Linked DNA regions of Drosophila melanogaster: all the other regions are linked to region 3. A link is a contact called in public Hi-C data. All regions are on one chromosome and are shown on one strand. Each heading gives the region's core, a stretch centred on a gene start, on an enhancer-like site or on the middle of the called end of the contact. The rest is flanking DNA. Distances are from core to core; before and after follow the strand shown. Region 1 holds the start of lawc (leg arista wing complex). Region 2 holds the start of CG12123. Region 3 holds the start of Nrg (Neuroglian).

Evidence for each region. Hi-C and Micro-C count contacts between places; a contact is called where the count stands out from the background.
Region 1: a Hi-C map of the Kc167 cell line shows a contact between it and region 3, with 4 times the contacts expected there. The contact joins the promoter of lawc here to the promoter of Nrg in region 3. A contact is called at or near these places in 3 of 107 Hi-C or Micro-C datasets (the D17-c3 cell line, the Kc167 cell line and eye imaginal disc).
Region 2: a contact with region 3 is called in a Hi-C map of the Kc167 cell line, with 3 times the contacts expected there. The contact joins the promoter of CG12123 here to the promoter of Nrg in region 3. A contact is called at or near these places in 9 of 107 Hi-C or Micro-C datasets (the Kc167 cell line, the S2 cell line, eye imaginal disc and 2 more) and 1 of 6 datasets of contacts at active chromatin or transcription factors (the Kc167 cell line).

Annotation. Positions count from the first base shown.
Region 1 is chrX:8,409,865-8,413,376 of dm6, forward strand. lawc (leg arista wing complex) reads right to left here and starts at 1,794. Exons shown (of 4, transcript NM_001258650.2): 1 at 1-1,794. The coding sequence starts at 110. It overlaps Trf2 (TATA box binding protein-related factor 2), which reads left to right. Exons shown (of 10, transcript NM_206654.2): 2 at 413-825.
Region 2 is chrX:8,440,609-8,444,405 of dm6, forward strand. It overlaps CG12123, which reads right to left and starts at 1,740. Exons shown (of 2, transcript NM_132250.4): 1 at 1,134-1,740; 2 at 639-1,075. The coding sequence starts at 1,517. The coding sequence ends at 803. CG1440 reads left to right here. Exons shown (of 5, transcript NM_001298089.1): 5 at 1-656. The coding sequence ends at 152.
Region 3 is chrX:8,515,835-8,519,369 of dm6, forward strand. Nrg (Neuroglian) reads left to right here and starts at 1,539. Exons shown (of 8, transcript NM_001169234.3): 1 at 1,539-1,586. It overlaps CG33181, which reads left to right. Exons shown (of 10, transcript NM_001103441.2): 10 at 1-1,195. The coding sequence ends at 92.

The DNA.
Region 1 (3,512 bases), core at 544-3,043, 110 kb before region 3:
TATACTTCAACTGTTTTTGAACTTTTATTGCGTGTTTGCTGCTGCGACAAAACTTGCGCGGCGCCACAAAGCGGAGAAAACGTTGACCGCGTGTGTGTGGCGGAGAGCATGCGCTCTCTCGCCCGTATACGTATACGCGCTGTTGTGCGGTGGTGTGCGTGTCTGCGCCAGTCGGTACGCGATTTCAGTTGCGCCGCCCGTTTCGCTCGCGTTTATCGCGACTCACACACTGAAGTGAAGGCGGGCGACAAGCGCTGCCATTGCCAATGCCACAGTGTTGTCCGTTGTTCGCCGCGTTCGCTCTCGCCGCAACTCGAGTCGATATGCCCGAATTCGCCGCCGCGCCTGGCTGTGTGTGACTTGCTTGCTCCAAATTTAGACGAACCCTCATTGTTTTCCTCCCCTGTCTCAGTTTAGAGTTTTAACTAAAAAAGATCACAAGCCAAAAAAAAAAAAAACAAAGAGAAACCTAAAGAAATATCAACCAAAAGTGTGCAAAATCCAAAAGATTCTACAATCCGAATCGAAAACAAAAACATAAGAACCACAAAAGCAGCAGCAGAAAGAGACACAGAGAGCAGCGAAAACTTAACTGCGAATTCAGCGGCTGAAGCAAAGCAGCGGAGCCCAAGTGCAAGCGAGACGGCAGCAGAGCTCCGCTGCAAGGCAACGGGATAGAAAGAGAGATAAATAGAGAGACAGCGCAGCAGCGATATAGAGTGAGAGCAGGCGGGAGAGCGAGTAGCGGCAGCGACAGCAACACAGCCACAAAAGAGATCGTGAGAGGGAGGGAGAGCTAGACGACGACCTACTACACAAAAAAAGGTGATAATTTTTTCATTTCATTCTTTTTACCTTTTGATTTTTCTTTCTTTACCCCCTTCGAATTTCGTTTTAGTTGTATTTTGTGGTATCTATAGTTAACACATCTTGTACGCCTAGTCTAGTTTTAAGTGAAAATCGTACGAATCGTACGTACCAAGAAATGCCAAAGCAAATAATGTAACTTGCTCTCTCTCTCCCTCGCACACTTCCTCTAGCTCTCGCTCTCATTTCATAACTCGTTTTCCATAAATTTCATATATATTTTATTCAGTTGTATATTTCTTTGTTCACCCCACTAAGAATCAAACGCCTTTCCTAATTCTCGTCCAAAAAGTCCAATCAATTCAAAATCATTACGAATTTCGATTTGCAGCTTTGTAGCTCACTTTCATTGAAACCACAAAGAAATAAATGAGAGAGAGAGAGTGTGAACATTTAACAGTAACGAGGGCTGTTATTAACATTTCAGCGGTGCGTAAAAGAAACCAATAAACATTAACAAAAAAAAAAAAAGAGAGTTGCTAAAAACCAAACAAAAATGTCTGCATTTTTCAATCCTTTCGAGTGTGTTTTGTGGGCGGGCTGACGTCTGACATCACGCGGGGCTGCTTCTTTTGCTCCTAGTTACTTTTCTTGGCCCAGAGCTGTGTGGAACAAGTCATAGTAAGAAAGTATCGTTGGTTTACAATGGGCACATTGGAACACTCTTCTATGGAAAGTGCACCACTTGCCCACTGTGTTTTTTCTCTCTTTTTCGCTGCCCCAGCGGCAAATCTTTATCCTTTCGCATCGAATTCGCCATCTAACAGTGTGCGTTAACATGAAAGCGCTAACAGCGGCAGGGCAGCCAGAGCCACAAGGCGAAAGGGTGAGGGGGAGAGTTAGTCAGTGGATGAGTGTTCGCCAGCAAATCGTAATATACTTTTGTAACAGACCACTGCTTCGGGCCGCGCTGGCGGCAGACTGAACCGCGTTGTCACACATTCAAAATTTCAACAAACTTCGCTACGCTGCCGACGTCGACGTCCCCACGCCAAGTTAACCAAGCGAGTGTGAGCGAGTATTGGGCTCTTGAATTCGCCTCACGCTCACTTGTCGCTTTGTCGCCGGCCGCTCTCCGTCTCGCTCTCGTTTTCGGGGAATAATTTCAATGATTTTTCTTTCCTTTGAAAAGAAGTTTCTAGCAGTTGTAGTTGTAGTCGCCCATGGGCTTAGATTGTATTTTTTATGTTGCTCTTCGTTCGTAAATTTCATTTAGTTTGGATATTTTATCATTTTACGAGGGGTTTTAGGCAGTTTTTACTCGATATTTGTACATTTTTGCACTTGTAGTTTCCGCAAGTTATGGTTTTGTTGCGGCATAGCTTAAGTTTTCCCCCACAAATGTTAAATTGAGTGGGTTTTTAAGCATTTTATCATATTTTTTGTAGGGTTTCTTTCAGGTATACGCTGTTAACTATAGGAGAAATATTGTTTTCAAAGTAACAAGTACTTATGTATGTGATTTTTGCCACTTTCGTACATTTTAGACAAATCAATGAATATTTCTCATTTTCAACATATTCTATTATACAATGACTAGCTGAAATACAGAGGTGGTCAAAAGTATTTACAGTATTGAAGTATTTTTGACCACCTCTGTATTTAGCCTTCATTGGTGGTCGTTCATATAATGTTGTTTCCCCACTATCTTATCTCTTTTGATTGGATTTCACATGTTTAAGGGGTCAAAATGAGTGTATTTTTCAATGCTCAATTCGCTTCCGTTTTCAGCATGCTTACTCACGCACACACTTGTGCGCTTTAAACGCTTACGGTTCTGTGTGTGCGTGTATGTAAATGTCTAATACTTGTGTCAATTTTCCCTAGTGATGTAATAGATTTTTTAGGTGCGGCTTTTTTTCCGCCTTCATTCGCTCTGCCATGTTCCACACTTTTTCATGCTCTTTAATATTATTTTTTTTAGTTTGCCAACGAGGTCAGACTGGCACAAATACACATGCAAATGCACGTGCATATGAGTGCGCGCACACAGAGACATCCCTAAATAAATCGCAGTTTGCAGTTCTCCCTTCCACCCTTGCTCTTCTGTCTCTCGTTTGTCTACCTTTCATATGCCCTACCTGTAAGCGATCGCTGTTGTTGTTACTGTTAAATGAATCTGTTACACTCCTCTTCTTTCTTAAAACCTTACTTCCGGCTTGATCATCTCATGCTCTCCCTCCTCTCGCTCTTTCTCACTGTTTCTGCATAAATAAGTTGCCCGCATTTTGTTGTTATCGCTAAATTCTAGTGTATGTGTGTGTGCTGGTTGGGTGTATCTGTATCAGCTTGTAGTATTTCTAAGCCTTGTTTTGGTTTCACGCCCTTTTTATTTAATTATCTGTAGAATGTGCGGCGACCCAGAGATTCCGATTCCGTTATCCCTCATTAAGAAAAGTAAACACCTGCCATAATATGTAAACATTACGCATTTACATATGTATGTACATACATGTACATACACACTATAAACCAAAGAGATTGCCGTTATTGTATTACGAATTTTAAGAATCAAGCTCATCCTAGTAATTGTTAATGTTTGTTTCATTATTTACTGGTCTGGCTACTCTTTTGGTTTGTAATATTAAAAGTAAGTGCGACTTTTCCTTCTCTGCGGTCGCATTTTCCAAAAGTAGAACAAAAAG
Region 2 (3,797 bases), core at 490-2,989, 75 kb before region 3:
GCTATCTGGTGATGAACGCCGATTGGTTTAGGGAGTTTGGATTCGAGGTGGTCGTCGACAAGAAGTACGTGCCCGAGGATGTGTTGCGCGTGTTCGACATGGATCCGATCGTACTGCCTGCCTGGGATCCCATGGGTACGCTAGCACAGTAGGTCCAGGTTGCCATCAAGACACACCCAACACACCTAACACACACCCAACACACACACACACACCCAACACACACACACACACCCAACACACACCCAACACACACACACACATATAAAAAAACATATATTAAAATACAATATATATAAAGCTTTACGAGCAGCAATCTTCGAGCAGCATCCAAATGAGTTCGAGTTACCGGCTTTCAGTTTTTTTGTACATTATTTTGTTCGTTTTCGAGATCCATCCCCCCCGATCCTCAAGGAGGATGTGCACATGCACAAGCAATATATCCGCGTCCAAGTCGTCCCACAAGTCTTTGTCAATTTCTGTACAACAATAATTTTTTGTTTAGCGCTTAGGTAAAAGAAATATCTCAGTTCTCCCTTCCATGGATTACGTTTGATTTTTAGTAGCGGGCAGTTGAAAATATATATATATATACAAATACGAACGAGAAATAAATGAATAATGTAAATGCATTTTTTACGTATATACAATTACATATTAAATAAATAAATTGAAAACTATATTTGACTTTTGCTTAACAAAAGAGGAAAAAAAACACGATCGACGCTCGAATCGTGACCACCTAATGCAATTTACAATTTTTAGTTTTTTGATCGAAATAATCTGCGGTTCCAAGTCCAACTTAGTTGCCACCTTTCCGCAGTCTTCGCTGCTCGTACTCGTAGCTAAGTCGCCGCCAAATGCCCAGACACATCCGCATCAGGCGCACATCCTTCTCGATGTTTCTACTCGCAAACTTATACTGCTGTCGGATCAAATGCTTCGCCATCCGTAGTTGACCACGCTGGATTAGCGAAATGCTGTAGTAGAGCTTGCAGCGCGTCTGCAGGAAGGGATCACCGAGTCGCATGCCAATCTTTAACTGCTGCAGCGAAATCTTGCCAGCCGTTTTCGCCTGAAAGTGGGTTAATGGGTGGGATAAACCATGTAGGAAGGATGGATGGATTACTTACACATCGCTCGAACTGCTCGCCAAGGGCGGAGAATCCGCCGCCCAGTGTGGACAGCCAGGACATGAGGTGCTCCACCTCGATGCGCTCCCACAGCGTGTGTGCCAGCATGTCGGCGAATTTGTAGTCAATGGTGTGCTTCTCCGGTTCCTCGAATTGCAGCCAGACCAGCTGGACACCATGATTGTGCATAAGGCTCTGGGCAAGCACGTGCTGGTGCAGGAACTCGCGAAGATAGTAATTACCATTGATGGCGTCCACATCGATGCACAGCCTCCGCAGCGGTTTGGCTTCTGGCCAGGCGTCGCCGGCTTCACGATTTTGACGATTGTGGTAATGACATCGCCGCCAGTAGTCGGAAACGCAAATGATCAGCGAATCCGACATCGGAAGCGTTAAATTTAAAAAAAAAAGATACTAAGTAAATCCTAATCTTATTAGTTAAATTGCACAGGCTACTATGTCACCGGTGGAGGTCACCAGCTGCTCTCGACTACGTTTCTGTATATGAACTGTCTTTATTGCACTAACAATTGCACTTTTACTAATGTTTATTAATGTTTTTGTTGAACAGAAATGTTAATAACAAAAGTGTGGCCACCGCATAAGCGCCAAGAAAAGCCGCAATCCAAGCGGATGTGGCAGCACTGGCAGCTCGAAAGCTTTTTGGCGCCAATTTGGTTATCGAAAAATAGGGGTTTTTCGTCATAATTTGGCAAAAAATATACGCACAGCTAAAATAATTACTGTTTTGTGCCGCGTATAAGCCAATGTAACGAGCCATATTACATTTTCGCGGTTTTAGGCAATTTAAATTTTTTGAAAATTTTTCTCATTTTTTGTATCATTAAAATTTTCGAAAAATTTCAAAAATCGAACATTTTTAGGCTTGAATGCCATTCGATGGCAAATTTTGTAACGAATCCAGCGAGGTATGCCATTCTGTGTTCTATCCATTATTTGTTAAGCTAGGCGGAAAAAACGGACAGAAAATCAAAAAAAAACTCATTTTGGCAAAATATAGTTTTTTTTGTATCGTTGGGTGTTTTCATAATTACTTCCCTAAAAATGATAATATAGCTAAGAAAATAACTGCTATGTACAGCTAATTACCAATGCTAACGAACTGTATCACTTTTTTTTTTTATTTAGAAATAAAATTCCCAAATCGATGTGGAATAAAAAAACAAGTTTAACGTGGTATGAGAATTAATTTTTGGACTATTATTTCCCATTTAATGAACAAAATACGTAAAATCATCTTCTCGAATTGTTAGCAAAACCACAAAAGCAGTTTAGTTAGTAAAAGCTTCTATTTATCAAATTTTAAATTGAAATTACGTTCCACACCTATCGATGAATGCAGTCCACTTGCAGTGGAAGCCATTTAGGCGCGTCATTCAAATGGTTATGGCACTTGCAATCGCCATTTAATTTCGAAAATTATTCAATTTCAAGCCCGCCGCATGCCGCTGCATGTGTCAATAATTCCGCGTGAAAATGACTCAATTTCGCCGGAGTTGCACTCCGTTGCATCTTTGGTGAGCCTTCAACATGGCCATTATCATTATCAAACAAATGTTTCGCCCCTCGATTGCTCAGTGCCAACACAAATCTGTTAGCAGTTGGCAATAATTGTGCAGCCAGCGGCAGCATTGTCCCCACACGTTCTCCCAAAAAAAAAAACCATCATTTCCATTCATGATTTTCCCTTTTTCCCTACCACACCATACCCATACCAAACCATTTCATTTCATTTCATTTCACATTTTCCCTTCGTTTCTGTGGCTATTTTTGTTCGCTTGGCTTTTATTGTTGCTGGCTATGTTGTCATCGATGGCATTAATTTTGGTAAGTGCGTCCGACTATATCCTCTGCATCGGGCTCCTTCGTCTATATCCTCCTCTTCTTCTTGCTCTTTCAACGCACGATCTTTATGGCACGACATTTTTGTGAATTATGCGCCCAATTTCCGTTGAATCGAAGAGGCCCTTACATATATGTATGCACATAAATCCCCACACAATTCCTTATACGCATTGTGTAATATTAATTGGTCACAAGCCATCAAAATATAATTTGCACCAACAAAAGTGTCATTAAATTTATTTGACAGTTGCCATACACTGGCATGGCTAACCATAATCATTAAGAGTCATTTATTTAAATAAATGTAGTGCATGAAAGTACGAATTATAAGTACATAATATATGTAAAGGCTCTTGGCTATGAAAACGTTGAAAAACGTTCGCTAGAACATTTCCGCCTTTCGTTACTGGAAATGCAATAATTCCAGAAATAATTTTTCCAAATTGGCTTGCAATTTTATTTCATAACTTTCACGCTTCGTTAAACGACAGCAACATTGTTGTGTTTTGGCTGCATTTTGAAGCACGTGCGCCAGATGATGAAGAAAAAAGAGAAGAGTTTCTTGTACGAGAAAGAAAAAAAAAAACAAGCAAACAAAGGGGAAATCCGTAAATATCAAGGGGCAATGACAGATCCACGGAAAGATTTGTTTGTGGGCGTGTCAGCAATATGTCAAAATTGCACTCGACAGTCGCGCATGCGTGCCCACAAAAAAAGGGATGACCCGTGTGCCTCCAGCTTTAGCTTCAGATCCTACGAACCCCATCCCTCATCCGCATCCTACGATGATCATCCTTG
Region 3 (3,535 bases), core at 289-2,788:
GCAGCAGTCTGCTGGCGGTGGCGTGGCTCTTCACCATGTCGGTGGGCATGCAGTACGGATCCGGAATGGAGACACTAAACGCACCTAACTAATGTAGCTAACGAAATAGGGAGTACGGAGTAACGTAGAACGATAAACAAGGCAGCCACACATACACACACACCATACAATATAAAGAACTGTTATGTACCTAAAACAAATATACAGAAAACATAGAAATTGTACGTATAGCCAGCCTCCTCCAGCCACCCAAAAATCTTAAATCCAAGACAAAAAAAAAAAACCTCCCAACACCAAACGGAAACGGAAACGGAAACCGCTATAAAACGAACTAACTTTTAATGATGCATGTCGAATGCTCGAGGCGAGAGATATTAAGAGATATGATATCATTTTACATTGTGTCCTTCTTCACATGGCTTTTGCTTGTGTTCCTTTTGCTCTACCGAGAAATTATGTGCGATTATGGTATATATACAGGCTATATATAGGCATATGTAGAATTGCAGGCCGCTGCGTCATATTTTTTAAGGCTTTTAGGACAATATTATACACATTTAAAGAAAAGTATATACATTGTATAGGGAGAAAAAGACGACGAAGAATTACTAAAAGAACATTTACGCCACGCAAATTGTTTTCTCCCACTTTGGTTCTTGATTCTTTCGCTCTTGATTACCTTAAACAGCCAAATAATAATTGCAAAACGTAGACGTAAATAGAGCCTACTTAAATCCTTAATTTACACTTAACCAATTATGTAGTATTAGCGCAGATTTGATTTTTGCAAGTCTCGCTTTCGATTTTGTTTTTTTTTTTAATATTACTTTTCTCATTGTCCCCTTCCATCCCCCTTTCCATTTCCCCCCCGCAGAGCGCGAGCGATAAAAAGAAATAGGAGAAGCAATAATTAAACCGCGAATTGCGATATATATGATTGCAAATTAGTTAGGACGATGGAAAGGAAGTGTGTATGCAGGAGTTTGTGCGTTCTGCTCCGCATCAAAAAGTGAACAGGGATTAAAATGATGAGAATGAGAGACGTTCTGAAAGGAAATGTGATCGATATTTAGTTATAACAATAATAATAATAATAATAATAAATTAATTGAAAACGTAAGAGAAAAGGCATCAATATTGTGTAATACTTGAAACAATAATACCAATTAAATAAATATGTTGGAATAAACGAAAGAAATCCAAATAGTTTCAATATCTTTATAATTAATTATGTTTCTGTTTAGCGTTGCTCAGAATTGTAATTAAAACGTAAAACCATTTGAATTTGAATATTTTGGCGCCCAGTTCATCAATCGATATATCATTCATGTTATGGGTAGCATTGAACACACTATCGATAAGAGTCTCTAAAGAGTTACAAATATCGATAAGAGCGTAGGTTATTTAAAAGTATATCGCATCCCTGGTAATCAATCGATAGTTGGTATATCTTAGATAAATATCGATAACCGTAAACCAGTTTGTCGGTGATGCCACCCCGCATTCCGTGCGTCCGATTGTTACCGTTCGCGAGGCTGGCAGTTCCTCTCCGCATTCGAAAAGAAAATATCCGCGCTGCTGGTTGTGTATGTCCGCCAAATCGTATTTACTGAAAACTACGCCGAAAACACCGCGATACATATTCGCAGCCGAGCGAATATATATCGTTATTTGGGTGTTTAAGCACTAACTTTATTTATTTTTTCCTAAAAATTCCGCGTGTATAACATAACTGTCCCAGTGTGTGTGTATATGCGTCGGTGTTAGTGTTAGTGAGCGCCGGGAATTGAAAATAAAATAGTAAAAAAAAGAGGAAAAAAAACGAACTGACGCCGCGTAGAAAATTGTCTTATTTACTCCGCCAATATATAAATTGGTTTTAGCTCTGCCTTCGCTTTTTTTTTTTAGTGTGCGTTCGTGTGTGTGAGTGTGCGGGTGTGCTTGTCTGGGAATTGTTTTAAAAAAATAAGAAAAATTGGTTGCCAAACGAAAGGAAGAAAAAAAAACCCAAAACAAAATTGTTTGTCTCCTTGCGTTACTTCCACCTTCATTTTTTGTTGTTTTTTTACTTTGCACACTGTGCCGCACCCAAAAAGTTAAATAGTTGATGGTTTTCATTAATGCAATTGATTAAAAATGAATGGCAATGCAATATTGTACGAAGCACACGATGACAACAAAAAAGGAGAAGGAGAGCAAATCGGAGGACGCCAAAAGCCACGCAAAGGCAACAACAACAGCAACAATGGGCGCCATTAACTGTACAAGAGCGCTCAAAACCTCAACATTTAAAGCTCTGTGTTTTTTTTATTTTTCCTATTTTTTTGTTGTATTCTAGTTGTTTTTGTATGTACATATGTATTTACCACGAAGCCAAAACTTCGTAAGCGAGTTATTGAGTGGCTCCTTCTCACTCGCTCCGTCTCTCACGCTTTGGCGCGTCGCCCTCTCCCGCCTTCCTCTCTCTCTCTTACCTGAGTTTTGAGTTTTGGATTCTTGAGCGCTTTTTGGCAGAATCCCGTCATCTAGTTGTTGTTGCTGCTGCTGGCTTCTATGACTTAAAGGTAAGCATTATGGATTTGAACCAAGTTTTCGTCCAAGGGCGTAATCTTAACTCCACACACACTGTTTTTTTCTTTTCATTTTTATTGGTGGCTCTAAAACAGGTTTTCTAGCAGCTAGCGAAGATGGTGACGAAGAAGAAGAGCGCAGACAATGAGCGCGAATTACGGCATGTGTGTGTGCGTGTGTCGGTGTTCTTGTTTTGGTGTGTGTGTGTGTGTGTGTGTGTAAGGTGGGGCAGCTTCAAGAGATCACTTTTTGAGCTCTTTTTACGTTTTTTGCCCTCTCCCTCGTTCGTCGCCACTTTGGCGCTCTTCTCGCATTTTCACATGTACTTTCCACGTTCCTAGCGATTTCTCTCTAAATTCTTTCGATTTCATACCTCAAGTACAGAGATAACGGGTTTTCCATTTACAATTTAGAAGATACAAAAAACAAACAATCTTTTAGCGTTTTCAGTTTTATTTTCGTCTAAGCCATTTAATTCATTTACTTTAAAATTCTTTAAATTTAGCAATATCTGAAACAACTGATTTTCAATTTTTTTCAATGATTCTCAATTGCAAACTGAATTGAGTTTAGTTAGGTAAATATATACATTTTGTACTTCTCTCCGCTATTTTTTGTGGTTTTTGCTTTTGACCATGCGGTCATCGCGACGACGTCATCGTTGTGAATAGGTTTATATATATGTATGTACATATATGCATATGTATATGGCAGTTCGTTCCGCCCCAGCAACGCCGTCGACAGCAATGCCTCCGCCCCGAATCGACCCAAAAACGTATCAAGAAAAATAATAATAAATAAATAAAGAAATAACAGAAACTGAAACTGCGTCAACTGAAGCAGCATTAAAAATTAGCTAGTTAATAAATGCCCTTGTTGGCCTTTTGGTGTGGGGATGTCCGGCTAAAGATACAAGATACAATAAGTGATGAAGATATTACTTCACATGCTTACAACATATTAA